Linked DNA regions of Triticum aestivum: region 2 is linked to region 1. The links are chromatin contacts, called in public Hi-C maps. All regions are on one chromosome and are shown on one strand. The core of a region is the stretch at or near the end of the contact, and the rest is flanking DNA. Distances in the headings are between cores, read along the strand shown. Region 1 holds the start of LOC123139809 (translation initiation factor IF-2). Region 2 holds the start of LOC123139823 (2-oxoglutarate-dependent dioxygenase 11).

Region 1 (7,934 bases), core at 3,890-6,389:
GCGCTTTGCTTTATATAGGAGTTTGTTCAGGCTTGTCCTTTGCTACAAAAAGGATTGGGCCACCTTGTTGCACTTTGTTTACTTTTGTTACTTGTTACCCGTTATGAATTACCTTATCACAAAACTATCTGCTATCGATAAATTTCAGTTCTTGCAGAGAATACCTTTCTGAAAACCGCTTGTCATTTCCTTCTGCTCCTCGTTGGGTTCGACACTCTTACTTATCGAAAGGACTAGATAGATCCCCTATACTTGTGGGTCATCATGCCTTCGCATGGAGAGAAGAATGGCGGGCAAGGGAGCGGGCGTCTGGATAAGAAGAACAAGGCGTGCAACATCCCGACATCCAAGCGCGCAAACTATAGGATGTTGGAGCTTTTGGTGAGCTACCGGAGGTCAGCAAAGCAAAGGGTCAAGAGAAAAAGTTGCAAGCATACCTGGACACGTGCAAAACACTGCTCTCACCACAAGTGATTGAGGCATTTAGCTCTTTGGCAAGGATCGCGAGGAAGTCGAAGTTGGACCTCTCAAGGATGTTTCCCACAAGATAATGTTAGCACATGATTCTTTGAAGCTGAGACTGAAGTGTCATGCGATAGGGACGGTTTTTCTTCGGCAAGTGGCGGTCAGTTTGGTTGCACCTGAGCCTCGCCTAACTGTTTTGGGCCTAGGCACTCTGGTGTCTGGCTCCGACGATGTCCCTTGATGTTGCTTTTGTCTTGTCCATATCCCCAAGTTCTAGTGCCTCTTTTTCTTGTTTTTTTTCTTTTGTAGATTTTCATTCGGTTTTTCCTAATTAGCCGAGAATGTTAGGTTTTCGGGTATGGTTTTCCTTATAAATCGGACCAACTCTCTTATTCTTAATGAAATGTAGGAACCCCTGCCCTCTCGAGGTGTTCTTGAAAAAATAAAAATAAATATGAGGATAATGATTTACATCGGCTGGTTGGCGCGCGCTTCGGCCGATCGCAGGAGCTGCATCGGATCCCATGGAATCGTATGTTCCCTTCCTGCTTTTTTTCCTCTACCTTATCTTCTTCTTCCACCTCTCGTTATTATCCATTTTTATTTATCCTTCTCTTTGCCCAGTCTGCACCTACCCGATGAACTCTTCACCTCAGTGCTGCCACCCATATGCAAGCGGCTGCTCCCGCCGGCCTTTTTCCTCCTCCGTTCTAGCCTGCTATTGCCCACAACCGATGTCCCAATCGCCTCTCGGGGTGATGCTGCGACCGGTCACCGCGAGCTCAAACCAGGCCGGCGCCGATATTGTGACCATGGCCATTGCGAGATGAACAAGCGGCGGGGTGTTGCGATTGTGTTGGCCGTGTGCTAAAACCAGCGAGCCACTACCCGACGATGATGCTGCAACAAGCACCTACTGGAGCTAGAGACGGTGGCCACCCGGCGACGATGCTGCAACCAGCGCATGTCGGAGCCAGAGCTGGAGATGGCGGTCACAGATGTTGCAACCGTCAATTGCCAATGTGGACGAGGTGTTTGTCGATATGGTGACCAGTCAAGGGTGCTTCAACCGGCAACAGATAAAGCTACAACCAGCAAGGAAAAAAGCTTGAACTGAATGGATGTTGGAAGCTGGATCCGGACACTGCACAGCGGAAGCTACAACCAGTGATTGAAAAAGCTACAAGCCGGCGACGTTGACAGCTTCGAACGAAGACGACAAAAGCTGGGATGGGCAGTGTGCAACCCGCGAAGCTACAATTGGTGAGGGGGAAAGCTGCTACCGATGACAAAAAAGCTGCAACCAAAGATGACATAAGCTACAGATGATGATGAAAAAGCTACAACTGGCAATGGGAAAAGCTTCAAACGGCAACGAGAAAGCTGCAACCGGTGATGATGGAAAAATATTATAATTAAGCAACACCTATTATTGCGTTGTCATTTGAATTTGGGTTATCAGTTTCTCAGGCCAACTCCACCGCGCGACCCCAAATAGACGTTTTGTCCGGATTTTGTCCGTTTGGGCAGGGGGATGGGGTCGTGTCCGGGCCTGTCCGGGGATGCGGTGGCCGTGCGCCCAGCGTGCGGCCGCATCCTTTACCCCATCCTATCCGCGTATATTTAAAAAAAGAGAAACATATCAAATGCAAGCCCTACAGCCGCAGTTCATCACGCATGCCGGCAACAAAGCCAGCGGCCTACGCGTCCATCGCCGGCAGCCAGCGGCCGACAACACAGCCCAGCCTCCAAAATGAATGGTTGTCCTTGCCGGCAACACAGCCAGCGGCCGGCAACACAGCCGGCCTTCAAAATGAATGTTTTTCTCGCCGGCACATGGCCAGCGGCCCAGCGGGCGGGCGGCAACCATGCCAGCCTCCAAAAAAGAACAACCACAGCCGATCGGACGACCTAGTTCAGGTCGTCGGCGTCGAGCATCTCCTTCTGCCTGGCCTCGAACCAGGCCCTCGTCTTCTCACTCATCTTCGACAAGTCCACGCTCATGATCGCCAGGGCCACCTCTTTCACTTTGGTGGCGACATTGGTGGCCTCGATGTCGAGCTGCCTTTGCCTGGCCTTGACGTTGTCGTCCTGACTTTGGGTCTCCTCGGGGTCATAGACAGGGACGTGACCTCCATCATAGATCACTTCCTCCATGAACTGGTCGTAGTAGGGGTCGTCGACCGGTGCCGTTGGTGTTGGCATTCCGTCGAACAAGACGCGGGGGGACGGCATGGTGCCGGTAAACGACGGCCGTGCTTGCTTTCTTTGCATCTCGACGGACGATCGGCCGCCGCTGTTGGACCCGGGGGTGACATTGAGGTCGATGACGGCCGAGGGGCGCGGTGTGGACAGCGTGATCACGCTCACGTCCGGCGACCCCCCAAAACGGGTCGGGCCGTCTTGCCTTGGCGGAGGAAAGCCGGGCGACAAGGGCGTGGTCCGCGACGTCGGCGACTGGCAATGCGGAGGCCGGGCGACCGACGACCATGTGCTCGCCGGACCGACGGCCCCTCCAGAGAAACCGGCCGGGCGACAAATGTCATGCATGAGAAGGGCATGCGCTTTGCTGACGATGGCCTCCTTCTCCTCAAGGTTGGCCTTGTGCCGCGCGGCCTCAATCGCAGCACGTTCGGCCGCTCTCTTGGCCACGGCGATGTTGTTCTTGGCGACCACCCTCCGGTCCCTCCTCTTCGCCAATTCCGCGTCCAACTTGGCGATCTCCTCTGGCGTGCACTTCGACCGCGGCTTCCTTGGCGCCTTGGGCTTCTTCTTCTTGGCTATTTCGGGCGGGTCGACGGCCGGGCCGCCGGAGTTCGGCTGGGCGTCGGCCATGGACGGACGAGGGAGTGGGACGGGCGGGACGTGGGAGGCTTTGGGGGGGGGAATGGCGCCAAAGGGGCCACGCGTGGGGGGGGTTGCTTTGTGTCACCGACAGGCGGGCCAGGGCGGACAAGCGCGCGCGTCCCGCCCGTCCGCGCGCTGTCCGTTTCGCCCCAAAAGCGGCGCAAACTTGGGCCGCGGATGGGTCGAAAGCGGACACAAAACGAACAAATGTCCGTTTGCTCCCGCGCGCTGGGCCGCCTGGTTTGTCCGTTTTGCCCCAAACGGACGGGGCCGGACAGGATAGGGTCGCGCGGTGGAGTTGGCCTCATCTCCATATGAGCCCTAGTCTTTGGTGAACACCTCGCCGCCGCGCACACTCGCCGTCGCACTCCCTCCTCCTCCTTCTCCCCCTCTCACACCCTATTATCCCCTCCCTCTTACGTGATCCCCCTTTGGTTATGCGGCACCAGATCTTCCGCATCACCGCCTAATCCCCCCATCGCTGACGCGACGACAGATCATCCTCATCGCCGTCCATCAACCCTATCACGTCGGATCTTCGCGTCGACCTCTGACATGTAAGTGACTAGCTATCTCTCCTCTTGAATTCTCCTTTGTGCATAATACTGATAGTGTCAGATTTGGTTAGGGTTTAGGATATGTGTGATATGAGAAAGTTGTCAACAGATTTCGATTGAAAGAGAGTGTAATTCAGATTTAGTTAGGATTATGTGATATGAGAAAGTTGTCACCAGATTTGGATTCAAAGGAAATGTAATTTGGATTTTGTTAGGACATATTTTGGATTTTTTGTTTGCGAAAGGAAAACTGCCATTACTTAAACCGAGTTATTACAATTGAGTTGACAAATAACATCAACTTCCTCTGGCGCACAACACAACCAGACTGCCGTTTTAGGAAGAGATCTTCCCATTCGGGTTAGGGCATGACTTGCTCTATTCTGATCACGACCTGTAGTCACTGTTTCATGTGATCTAGTGCTAAGCATGTATTTAATGTCATTCACCATAGCAGCCACTGGGGATCTATCTGGCTCTTGGGCATTAATCATGCGTGCACCCATCATACAATCCGTCTCAACCACCAGCCGGTCTGTACTTCTATCCGACGCTAGTGATACCCCCTCCATAAGAGCTACCATTTCAGCTTCAAGTGCACTTGCACACCGCGGAATGAATCGACGGGATGATAAAGCAATGGCCCCTATGTGGTCTCTAAGGATCATACCGGCTCCTCCAGTGCCATCATCCTCCATCCACAGCCCATCAGTGTACAATTTCACTGGTCCCAACGGCGATGGTATCCATCGCACAGGTGTTTTTGGGTGCATCGTTCCATGTGACTTCTGTTTTACAGCATTTGAACAATAGACAACCACCGTCTTTTCCTTCTCCAGGTCAGCAGTTGGATGTTGCTAGATGCTCAAAAGCGTATCCATGTACCCACTTAGGAGGCGGCATGACACTTGTACCGGTGCTGGTTTGCCGTGATAGGACATATTTTGGATTTAGTTAGGGGGAATTTTGAATTGAGTTTGGAGTTATTTTGGATTTAGTTAGAAGATATTTGATATGTGAAGATGAATTTATCAGGGTGTGATTAGTCACAACATTTGAAGTGTTTTTTTTTTTGCGGAAACATTTGAAGTGTTTGTGGACGATTATAGTGATGAAGTTAAACAAATCTACATAGCTGAAAAAATATGTGATTTTGTGGTAGCAGTTAGCTGCTGCTGCAGATTCACGGTGGAGCCACTTGACAGGACAGGGGCACGTTCTACCGGCTGATCTCGACGGACCAGACTGCTCTAACCCAATCCAACGGCGGGGTGGCTGGTCCGACGGGTCGATAGGAAGGAGCCGGACCTAGTCGCTCCTCTGGGAAAATTCTCCACCTCCGCGCCCCTCCGCCGCCGGTCCGCCTCCGCCGCGTCATCCCGCCTCCTCGTCCCCTTCGTCCCGCCGCTCCCGCGACCGTTCCTCCCTGGCCCCGCCGCCGGGTACCCTGACCCCAATCCTCCCCGCATCGCGCTTCCTGGTCCCCACCCCGCCGGCGGCGCTACCGCGCTAGGTCACGCGCCGTCACCGCTCCTCTGTCACCCGCGGCGCCCCTCCTCTGCCATTCCTCCACCGGACGCCGCGCCTCTCTTGCCCAGGGCACGATGATGGCCTGGCGGATGCTGCGAAGAAAGGTACGGCTCCTCTTCCTTCTCTGAAATCTGTTGCATTTCCTGTTCCTAGAGCGCGCTGTTAAACATACACGATTTTCTGGCACGAACAAATACGGCTGGATCCCCCGCAGCACGGGACTAACAATTGGAGACATAATTTGCAGGATGTCCACACAGGCCTTGTGAATCTGGCCCTTCGCTTGGATCATGGTGGAACGAAGCATTTCGCCACTGGAACATTGGGAAAGCTACCACGTAAGTTCCATTAATATCGTACTGCAATTGCATAGATTCATTTTAACTCGTTAATTGTCCAACCATTGTTTTGCCAAGTAAATCCCTGCCCTAGCCTCTAGCAAGCATTGCTAGTACGGGCACTGTTTGCGTGCTAAGTTATCTTATCATGGCTTCGATATAGATAATTCTTCACCGCTGCTGTTATTTCTCGGAAAGTCACCTCCACCTCTGCCACAGTATCATCTCTATAGTTATGAGTTTGTGATGTTGCTTTGTTCCCTCTATACCATCCCGCTCCAAAGTTTGTTACAAGTACTGTCCTGCATGGGAAGGGCACATATGTGTAGCACCTCGCTTGGGATTTTGTCCTCGCCTTGCATGAACGGTTCAACCTGGAGGTCCTATGCCTTTGGCCAATGAGTGCTATATGGTAGTGTAGATCAATGTAAACTGAGAATGTGGTAGGTCTATATACTAAAGGGTGTCCCCCCCCCCCCCCCCCCCCCCGCACTGATGCTGCTTTTCCATGTGAGTGAGATGAAGATGTAAATGAATTTATGCATCAATAACGAAGAACTGTGAATCCACAATGGCCAATGGAAAATGAAATCTGTAGAATGTCCACTCAAATTGCACTTTAATCGTACTCCCTCCTCCATTTCTTTCTTACTTTGCATATAAGATTTGTTTGAAGTCAAACCACACAAAGTTTGATCAAATTTATAATAAAAAATATGAACATCTACAATACTATGGTTATGTATAGTATGAAAATTAATTTTATGATGCATCTAATGATTTTTATTCCATATTGTGAATGTTAATATTTCTTCCTATAAAGATGGTCAAACTTTACGAAGTTTGACTTCCAGACAAATTTTACGTGCAGACTAAAAAGAAACGGAGGGAGTACACACCCCAGTTTCTTCTCCTTTTCCTTTCACCCTTCTATATTATTTTTCTAATTTTTTAGATCCTATATCTTGTCCATGTTGTTCCTATTCCTGTGTATTCAAGTTGTGCATTCCAAGTGGGCCCATAGTGTCTGTACCGCCTATGTTATTATTTAAAAATGAATAGATTACAATGCAGGAAGAACCCCCTCAGCATATCTTAAGAAGCAGCGATACGCTCAGCTTTATTCCATCCGGGAAATGACAGATGAGGCTAAATCCACACCATAGGATTTGAACCTTCACGCTAACGCCACCGCTCACCTGTTGCAGGGCTATACGCGGTTCTTGGTTTATGATTTCTATTGGTTAGAGAAGAGTATTTCATATGTTACACGATGAACTTAATGGACTCAGACTCTAGCTTAGCATAGCGAATCTTCATGAAGTCCTTTTTGGTCACTTTCCTAAGAGCAAGTACTTTCTTCCTTATTGGATACCTCATAAGTCTATGTTTTACTGATTTGATCAGTATTTAATTCTCAATTGCAGAGTTTGTCCACGGCAATGGACTCCAAGGTGCTGCTAACTGTACGGTCTTTAAACAGTCCACTATCAGGTATGTCAATCTGCTCTCCTATTATTCAGGTGGCATCACTACTCTTGTCACATCGACATATTCAACAAACTATGGCACACACTCAGTGCATCAAATTGAATTTGAGTGTTATCTCACAAGGAATCTGCATCATATTTCTTTGGAAAAGCCAAGCTTGACACCATGTTAATTTCCTGCACCCCACTAAATGATCTTGCAACTTCTGCATGGAGTCATGTATTTACCTCTTATCTTATCTGACCTTGCTTGGGAAAGGCATTCACTAGGTTCTTTTACCATACTCTAATTCTACTGTATCTTTGTTTATCTCATCTTCTGGAACGACTGTTCAGATTTTTTAGTCATTAAATGTAGGTCTTGTTGTAGGTATGCTACTATCAGTACATTGTTATTTGATGCAGATTTTAGGATTTATATATTAGGTGACAATACTGTCTTCTTTATAGGAATTTTCATGCAGGTGTGTATATGTTGGCATGGCACCAGAAAAAGGAGGATGTTGTTGGGCTAAAAGCACCGAAAAGGGAGAAGCGAGTGAGAAAGGAAACTAGGAGTCAACCTCCTGTAGAAGCGCCATATGTAGCACCAAAACCAAAGCTGACCAAACCAGCGCCAGATAAAATTGTTGAAATTTTTGATGGGATGACATTGCGTGACCTATCTAAACGATCTGGTGCAACCATCAATGCGCTTCAAAGCATAC
Region 2 (7,934 bases), core at 3,716-6,215, 180 kb before region 1:
CTTATGTCTACTATGTACGCTATGCTTTCTGGGGAAGCGCATGTATACATATACATGGGTCTCATCACTGAGACTACAACGCCAGGAATCAATCTAAGATGGTAACTTGTATATATGAACAAGTTCACAATTGTTGTTTATATATTGCCATACTTCAATCTGCCTAAACTGATATTATGTCCCTTGGTCTCATCAAGGTTCCTTGATGTTGCTGGAATGAAGAACTCCAAAGCTTACCTTGTTAACGGAGTTGCAATGGTTGTTACTTGGCTGGTAAGCACAAGCCACTATCTGCTTATAATCGACACTAATTTGCAATGGTTCTTGCTTGGCTGGTAAGCACAAGACACTATTCACTTATAAAATGACACAGCGTATACATGTTTAGAAAAACATTGAACTTGTATAACCACATCCAAGATTATTGACTGCAGTAGTCCTACAATTTTCTGATTCACAACGTGTCCTAGCCTTCAAATCGGTGTAGTTGTGTTGACTGTTGACTGCTTTGAATCTGACAAGTGGCTTGCTTCGAGGATATATTACTGATACATAAGTGATAAGTCTGTTTGTCCTACACTAGAAACTGGAATTTGCTGTTGCACACCACAAAGGGGATACTTATCCATTGGATCTTCTGAATTTCACCTTTCAAATTGCTTGCATACATCACATAAGTCTTGATAGGTCATTTAGGTATTGGATTGTTTTAAGGACAAACGTGGCCTTTGTAACTCCTGGGGTACTTGAAATAAAATTATCAAATTTACAGCCATAACGTGACCACTGATGGAAATACTCAGATTTACTCAAATCTGTTTGCTAAATCAGTATTATGATGCATATGGTCTAAAAAACAAATATGATGTATTTTTATTACAACCAATTGGTTCCTAATCTCGAAACAAATCCCTTCATGCAGGTTGCAAGGATAATTCTGTTCATGTACTTGTTCTATCACATGTTTGTACATTATGATCAGGTACACTACGGTTCATCCGAGTTCACTATACACCACAGCTACCGCACACATAATTCTGATTTATACTTGTTCATCGATGACAGATTAAGAAGATGAACACCTTCGGCTATTTTCTGGTACTTATTGCGCCTTGCATAATCTTCGTGATGAATGTGCTTTGGTTCTCCAAGATCCTAAAAGGCCTCAAGAAGACGATGGCCAAGAGGCATGCTGAGTAGTGGAATGTGTGTTCATGATTTAACGTACAACCACCGTCCGTTCATCTGTATATCTGGTTACATCTGCATTTATAGCTTCTGAGTAGTCAGTCACTACCGTAGCTCATACCGATGATTTCAGCTCGGCTGTCATGTTTCGGTGTATGACTACCCAGCCAGCCTTTCCTAGACGCTCGATTTGTATATATGCCTGGTTACGGTTGCGTTTACTTATTTGTATGTTAAATCTTCCTAGTCTTGTATATATGGCTGCATCTTTCAGCTTGTCTATGAGCGAATTGTCTTTGGTGTTTCAGTCTCATCTTTTGCCATTTTCCATCAGTTCTGGAGATCCGTAGTGGTCTAGGGAGTCTGCCATCAAAACGAAAATACGCTCACCTTAATAGTAAGGACATTTCTATGTTACGCAATAAAACTACAATTGATGAAAACTCGGAGCAGCCTGCTATTAGGCTTGGCAATGCTTTGAGTTTGAGGATCATTTGTGGGTTCCATTCCAACATGGAAAGGATGAAGGAAAGGAAGAAGATGTGGAGGCCAAATATAAGCAAATTTCTAGCACACTTGGATTAACATTGCTTTGTCTCAACTCTCAACTAAGGCAGATTGGGTGAGGGTGTGTTGTAAGTGAACCAAAATACTCCCAAGGACCAAGGTACTACTACCAGCTAATCAGATGTTTAGAAAGTGCCCCTCTACCTTGGAAGCTTACATTATGCGCCTGGACTGTGGCGGTGCGCATGGCATCTCTAGGCCAACTCCGGCCTTCTCCTCCACATCCCAAAATCGAGTCTGGCATAACTCTGCGCTGCGTGGACGTCCATAGCTCCGACAACTCGTGGTGCTCGCCCCCGCCTTCATGAGAGTAGGGTCATGACGGTGGTGGAGGTGGAGCACTGGTCCCTGTCGTACGAGAAAGATGTGTGCAGTGCAGTCGGGGAGTTGATTATGGAGAAGCCTCGCACTGGTCCCTGGCGTGCGAGAAAGATAGCTTCCAGTGGGGGAGTTCATGACGGAGAAGCCACATATCACGTGGACTGCGGTGCTGCTAGTGCTTCTGCGACGCATGAAAAAGAACAAAGGGGACCTTTTTTTTTGCAGTGGTGAAAAAATAGATAGGGATACTCTGTATGTGGCGGAATATAGAAGGCAAGAACAGAGCGAGCGTGCCTAGCTGCTTGGTCAGGCTTGAAGCAACTAGCTACTACGGTAGATGTTATACTTCCCATTCGATTATAACACAAGCAAGTCGTTGTAGTATAGTGGTAAGTATTCCCGCCTGTCCCGCCTGTCGTTCCTTTTTTTTTACGTTTTCGCCGTCCTGCGGTGCTCTTTTTTTGGAGGAAAGGAAATGAAGAAACAAATCTAAGGAAAAATGATGATCCAACAATTTCAATAAAGTTTCATGTACCTTCCAAACCGTACAAGAACAAGTGTAAATGATGATGAGAAAAATGAGGACAAGACCTGACAGCCCATGCGCGGCGCACGTGGGCGCTCTGACGTGACGGAGATCGACCATGGGGCGAGGGGAAGCGCGAGTCGCCGCGTGGGCGCTCTGACGTGACGGAGATCGACCATGGGGCGAGGGGAAGCGCGAGCGCAGGAGGCTGAGGGCCGGCACACGCAACCGAGGGAGGCACGAGGTGGCGGTGAAGGACGAGGACGAGGCCTCGGTGGAGGGTAGCGCAGGTGTAGGGCGTCTAGCACCGGGTAAACCTGGGGGTCGTGGCGAGGGATGGTTGCTGCACACGAAAGGAGTAGGTTTTGCTGCCACCAGCCGTACCTCGGGCTTTTTCTGGCATCGTTTGCTGACGACGACGGTGGCAGGGGGTGGGGAGGGGGCTGAGGTGGCGAACGATGGGGTGCCCGCCTGAGCCGCGTCAGGGACATGACCTTTGCGTGCGGTTTAATTTGTTGCTTGTTGAATAGTCAAAATAAACATATAGTAGTTGAAATTTCAGACAACGATATAATTTTGTAAACGGACAACATAAAACTCGCGTGTATAAATCCATATTATACCTAGACTAGAGTTCGAACAAATCAAACCACTAGCTTGGGAAATTAACATCTCTCATCTTAAAATGGAATTGCATCTCATGTCGTTGATGTATAACTACCTCATTTATTCCATACGGAGATATATATACTCCTACATAAGCGCACACACAGAGCAAGAACACACAACACAACCCACACACACGCGAGCACACACACACACAGCAAGAACACACAATCACAACCCACACCTAAAACAAAGCCAACAGAAATACCCATTAGCAAGACCGATTTTAGATTTCCTTCTCATCCTGCGCTACATCGGTCTGGAGACTATCCACGAACCTGGTCCCTTCAACGAGCGCCCTGAAATTCCCCTTGACATACTCACCATACTCGATCGCCCTGTACCTGGCCTCGCCGAGCCCCGGGAGCGGCCTCACCGTCCCGGCGACGGACGCGCCCTGGAACATCACCACGGTCGTCCGGCCTCTCTCGGCGTCCACCAACACCCTATGCTCGGCGCTCCTGTACTTGCCGTTGGTGAGCACCTGGAGGATGTCGCCGACGTTGACGACGAGGGCGCCCGGCAGCGGATCCAGCGGGAACCACCTGCCGCCCCTCCTCACCTGCAGGCCCGGGGTGTCGTCCACGTGCAGCAGGAGGGCCAGGCCGAGGCCGTCATGGTGCGGCGTGATGCCTATCACCTTGTCCGGGTGCCGGCATGGAGGGTAGTGGTGCATGGCCACGGTCTGCCTCTTGCCCCGGAAGGCCCCGTCGAGCGCCTCCCGCTCCACTCCGATGTCGCTCGCCATGAACCTCAGGAGGCGCCTCGCGAGACTAGACATCTCGAGCGAGTACTTCTCAAGTGCATCCCTGGTGTTATAAGCAGGTGAATGAGATGAAGCAAACAGAGTAATAAGCATGTGCTCCCTCCCTGCTTGAAAGAAGGCCTATAAATTTTGGCTGAAGTCAAATAATGCACTATTTGACTTTGGACCAAAGTTATATGCCTTCCTACGAGGGAGTATTTTGTAACCGTAGTGTATCAGGAAGACCTAAATGTTGGCGGATCGGCGGGCCAGAGCTCCATGTTCGTCTGCTCGTTCTCTTGCGTCGCGAGTATCAGGCTCTCTGCCCAGTCCAGTTTGTCGCAGGATGCTCCGGCGAAGTGGTGCCCAAACCCTTCCAAACGGCCGGCCTCGATGGCCACGGCGTTCTTCTTCTCCAGTGGCAAGCGGAAGAACTGCACAGCGTTATTCTTCATGTCTTGTACAGCTGATTCGTCGAGTCCATGGTTTGTTAGCTGCAAACGGAAGAATGTGTAGATTTGATACCAAAAAAAGGATAATGCGAATGCTCCCTCTATGCGAAAAAGGATGAAGGATGTCTAACCTGGAAGAAGCCCCAGTCTCGACATGCAGAGCCAAGCTTGGCCGCCTCCGCCTCAGAGGACTCCGAGTCGAGCAGCCTCGCCATGTCTACGAGCGGCAGCTCGTGGCTCTCCTCGTCGCCCACCACGACCCCGTCCCCGACCTCGTCCGGCCGGGCGTACCTGTCGGGGATCACTGTTGAGTCCGCGAACGTGGCCGCCGCGGCGTCCGTGATCTCGGCCCTGGTGACGACGAGGTCGGCGTCGATCTCCATCGATCCTCCCGTGCGTGTACGTCCTCCTCCTCCTTCTCCCAGGAATAAATGCTGAGTCGCCCCGGTCCTTCTCTGCTGCGTTTAGGTATGTGCTGAGTCGGTCGATGGTTCGATGGTGGGCATGTGCATCTCAATAATGTTGTTTTGGGTGGGTAGGTATAGTGACACATCGGTCGGGCCATCTTGTGGTAACGAATTCACATTATTTTGAGTCATGACAATTGTGATGGTGGACACGATCTCTGTTGTTGTTGTTGTTGTTGTTGTTGTTGTTGTTGTTTGACAGTGACTATGCTCAGATCCGGATCTGAAAACTTGTGGCAACCGCGGTTGTCCCGGATGCTTCATGATGCCACGGATGAGCTACTGAACGAAAGAGCCACGTGTGTGTCACTTTCTTTTTGAGGATGTCGTTGGAGTTCTTCTCTTTGTACCAGGTTCCGGGTGAGAGGTGCTTGTCCGTTTCGAGCTCGGCAGCAGCTACACTCTGCGCCGTTCCCCCTCTTGAGGGCGTTGTTGTACAACTTAGGTGTCCTAGAGCGTGTCGTGGCGTTGTGTTCATGCTTTCATTCGATATCTACCGTTAACGTAGTCACGTGCGTTTGTTATTTGGAATCCTAGTATCTGCTTTGTAAGAGGGTTTTCTCACTATCTTGTACCATTTAGCCATTCATATTACTTGTGCTTTATAAACTTTATTTACAAATCAAGGCCAAAGCATCGTGATAGACAAATGGTGGGTTTTCCTTTACATAATAATACAAGTGTTCATGTTAGATGTAAATGGACTACAAAAATGATTTATTAAGCTTTATAGACAAACTAGAGCAAAAAGATTCACCGACAAAAGGCATTGACAATAGCGATTACGTGGCAGTGGCACACCTGTGCATCACAAATTTTATTACCATGTCGCCAGCCAAACCGACTGGACAAAGCCCTAGCAACCGTCTCCAACACGGCTGCACATAGAGTCCAATACAACATAGCTCATTGTCTCTCAGTCTCTATTAGTTTGACAATGACGACGCTCAGATCCGGATATGAAAACTTATGGTCGTGGCAGTTGTCCTGAATGCTTCGTGATGTCACGGATGAGCTACCGAAAGAAAGCTCCGCGCAGGTGTCACTTTCTTTTTGAGGATGTTGTTGGGGTTCTTCTCTTTGTACCAGGTTCCAGGTGAAGACGCTTGTCCGTTTCGGGTTCGGCACCAGTGACACTTTGCGTCTTTCCCCTGCTTTAGGGCGTTGTTGTAGAGTTTAGGTGTCCTAGGGCGTGTAGTGGCGTTGTGTTTAGGCCTTCATTTGATATCTGTCATTCATGTAGTCACGTGCGTTTGTTATCCGGTTATCCTAGGATCTGCTTTGTACGACGGTTTCCTCATTACCTTGTATCCTTTAGCCATTCATCTTGCTTGTGCTTTCTAAACTTTATTTACTTATAAAGCGAGGTGAAAGCCAGTATGGAGAAAGACAAATGGTGGGTTTTCCTGTACATAATAACGCCAGTGTTCATGTTAGAAGTAAACGGATAGCAAAAATGATTTATTAAGCTTTATAGACAAACTAGAAAGAAAAGAAGGTCCAACAAAAGGCATTGCCAATAGCGATTATGCGGCACACTTTTTTTTGCAAGAAAAAAGATATTCATTGCTTAACTAGTGTGGTTATAATCGTTTGAGTAGCGATTATGTGGCGCACTTTGCATCACAAAATTTTGTACCATGTCGCCAGCCAAATCGCCCGGACAAAGCCCTAGCAACCGTCTCCAAAACAGCTGCACACAAAGTCCAGTACAACATAGGTCATGAAGTAGTTAGAACTTAACCTCATGAAGTTACAAGATGAGATGAAGACGGCCAAATGAGTGGCGATGGGAAGTGATTCAACCAATATGCATACTCAAGAAGTATTTCTCCCATAAATATACCTTGGCCCTCCGTTAAAGCTTTCCTCGTCAGTGCCTTCCTCCGGTCCTCGGTTCAGTGTTGGGGTTCGCCGTGATGTGTCGGCCAGCCATGCTACTAGGCAGCGTTCGTACGTTGAGGCTCTCTTGGCGCCGCCCCTTGAAGATTGCTTGGCTCGTCGTGTGGATGGTTGCATCTTCCCTCACGATCCTATCGAGCGGGATCTCCTTACCGTAATGCTCTCAGCTAGGCCGGTGGGCATCAATCCGTGGCATAATGATCCTATGCTTGATGAAGCAATGTCGCCTTCTCCTCAGGTTTTTCCTGCTATCATCGGCCCCTATGGACTGCTCTTCTTGGGGTGATGATACGTGGTTGACCCATGGTGCCTCGTTGGTAGGGAGTGAGGAATCTGTTGATCCTATGTGATCGGAGGCTACGGTCTGGTCACCATGCCCTGGAAGTGATACGTCTCCGTCGTATCTATAATTTTTGATTGTTTCACGCCAATATTCTATAACTTTCATATACTTTTTGGCAACTTTTTATACTATTTTTTGGGACTAACATATTGATCCAGTGCCCAGTGCCAGTTCCTGTCTGTTGCATGTTTTATGTTTCGCAGAAATCCCATATCAAACGGAGTCCAAATGGGATAAAAACGGAAGGAGCTTATTTTTGGAATATTTATGATTTTTGGGAAGTAAAATCAATGCGAGACGGTGCCTAAGATGGCCACGAGGCAGGGGGCGCGCCTGACTTCCCTAGGCGCGCCCCTGACCCTCGTGGGCCCCTCATAAGGCGGTTGCTGCTCTACTTTGGCCGCAAGAAAGCTAATTTTCAAAAAAAAAATCTGGGCGAAGGTTTCAATCCAATCGGAGTTACGAATCTCCGGATATAAAAGAAACGGTGCCAGGGCAGAATCCAGGAGCGCAGAAACAAAGAGAGACAGAGAGACAGATCCAATCTCGGAGGGGCTCTCGCCCCTCCCACGCCATGGGAGTCAAGGACCAGAGGGGAAACCCTTCTCCCATCTAGGGACGAGGTCAAGGAAGAAGAAGAATAAGAAGGGGGGCTCTCTCCCCCTTGCTTCCGATGGCGCCGGAACGCCGCCGGGGGCCATCATCATCACCGCGATCTACACTAACACCTCCATCATCTTCACCAACATCTCCATCA

What was found. A called contact is a pair of places that touch in the nucleus more often than the background predicts.
Region 2: a Hi-C map of leaf shows a contact between it and region 1, with 2.1 times the contacts expected there. The contact joins the promoter of LOC123139823 here to the promoter of LOC123139809 in region 1. A contact is called at or near these places in 2 of 5 Hi-C or Micro-C datasets (both in leaf).

Annotation. Positions count from the first base shown.
Region 1 is chr1B:580,187,536-580,195,469 of IWGSC CS RefSeq v2.1, reverse strand. It overlaps LOC123139809 (translation initiation factor IF-2), which reads left to right and starts at 5,139. Exons shown (of 7, transcript XM_044559512.1): 1 at 5,139-5,503; 2 at 5,647-5,737; 3 at 7,165-7,231; 4 at 7,692-7,934. The coding sequence starts at 5,690.
Region 2 is chr1B:580,368,211-580,376,144 of IWGSC CS RefSeq v2.1, reverse strand. LOC123139823 (2-oxoglutarate-dependent dioxygenase 11) reads right to left here and starts at 4,965. Exons shown (of 3, transcript XM_044559525.1): 1 at 4,597-4,965; 2 at 4,260-4,507; 3 at 3,130-4,077. The coding sequence starts at 4,848. The coding sequence ends at 3,495. LOC123139827 (TLC domain-containing protein 4) reads left to right here. Exons shown (of 9, transcript XM_044559532.1): 6 at 1-101; 7 at 198-273; 8 at 923-982; 9 at 1,066-1,495. The coding sequence ends at 1,200.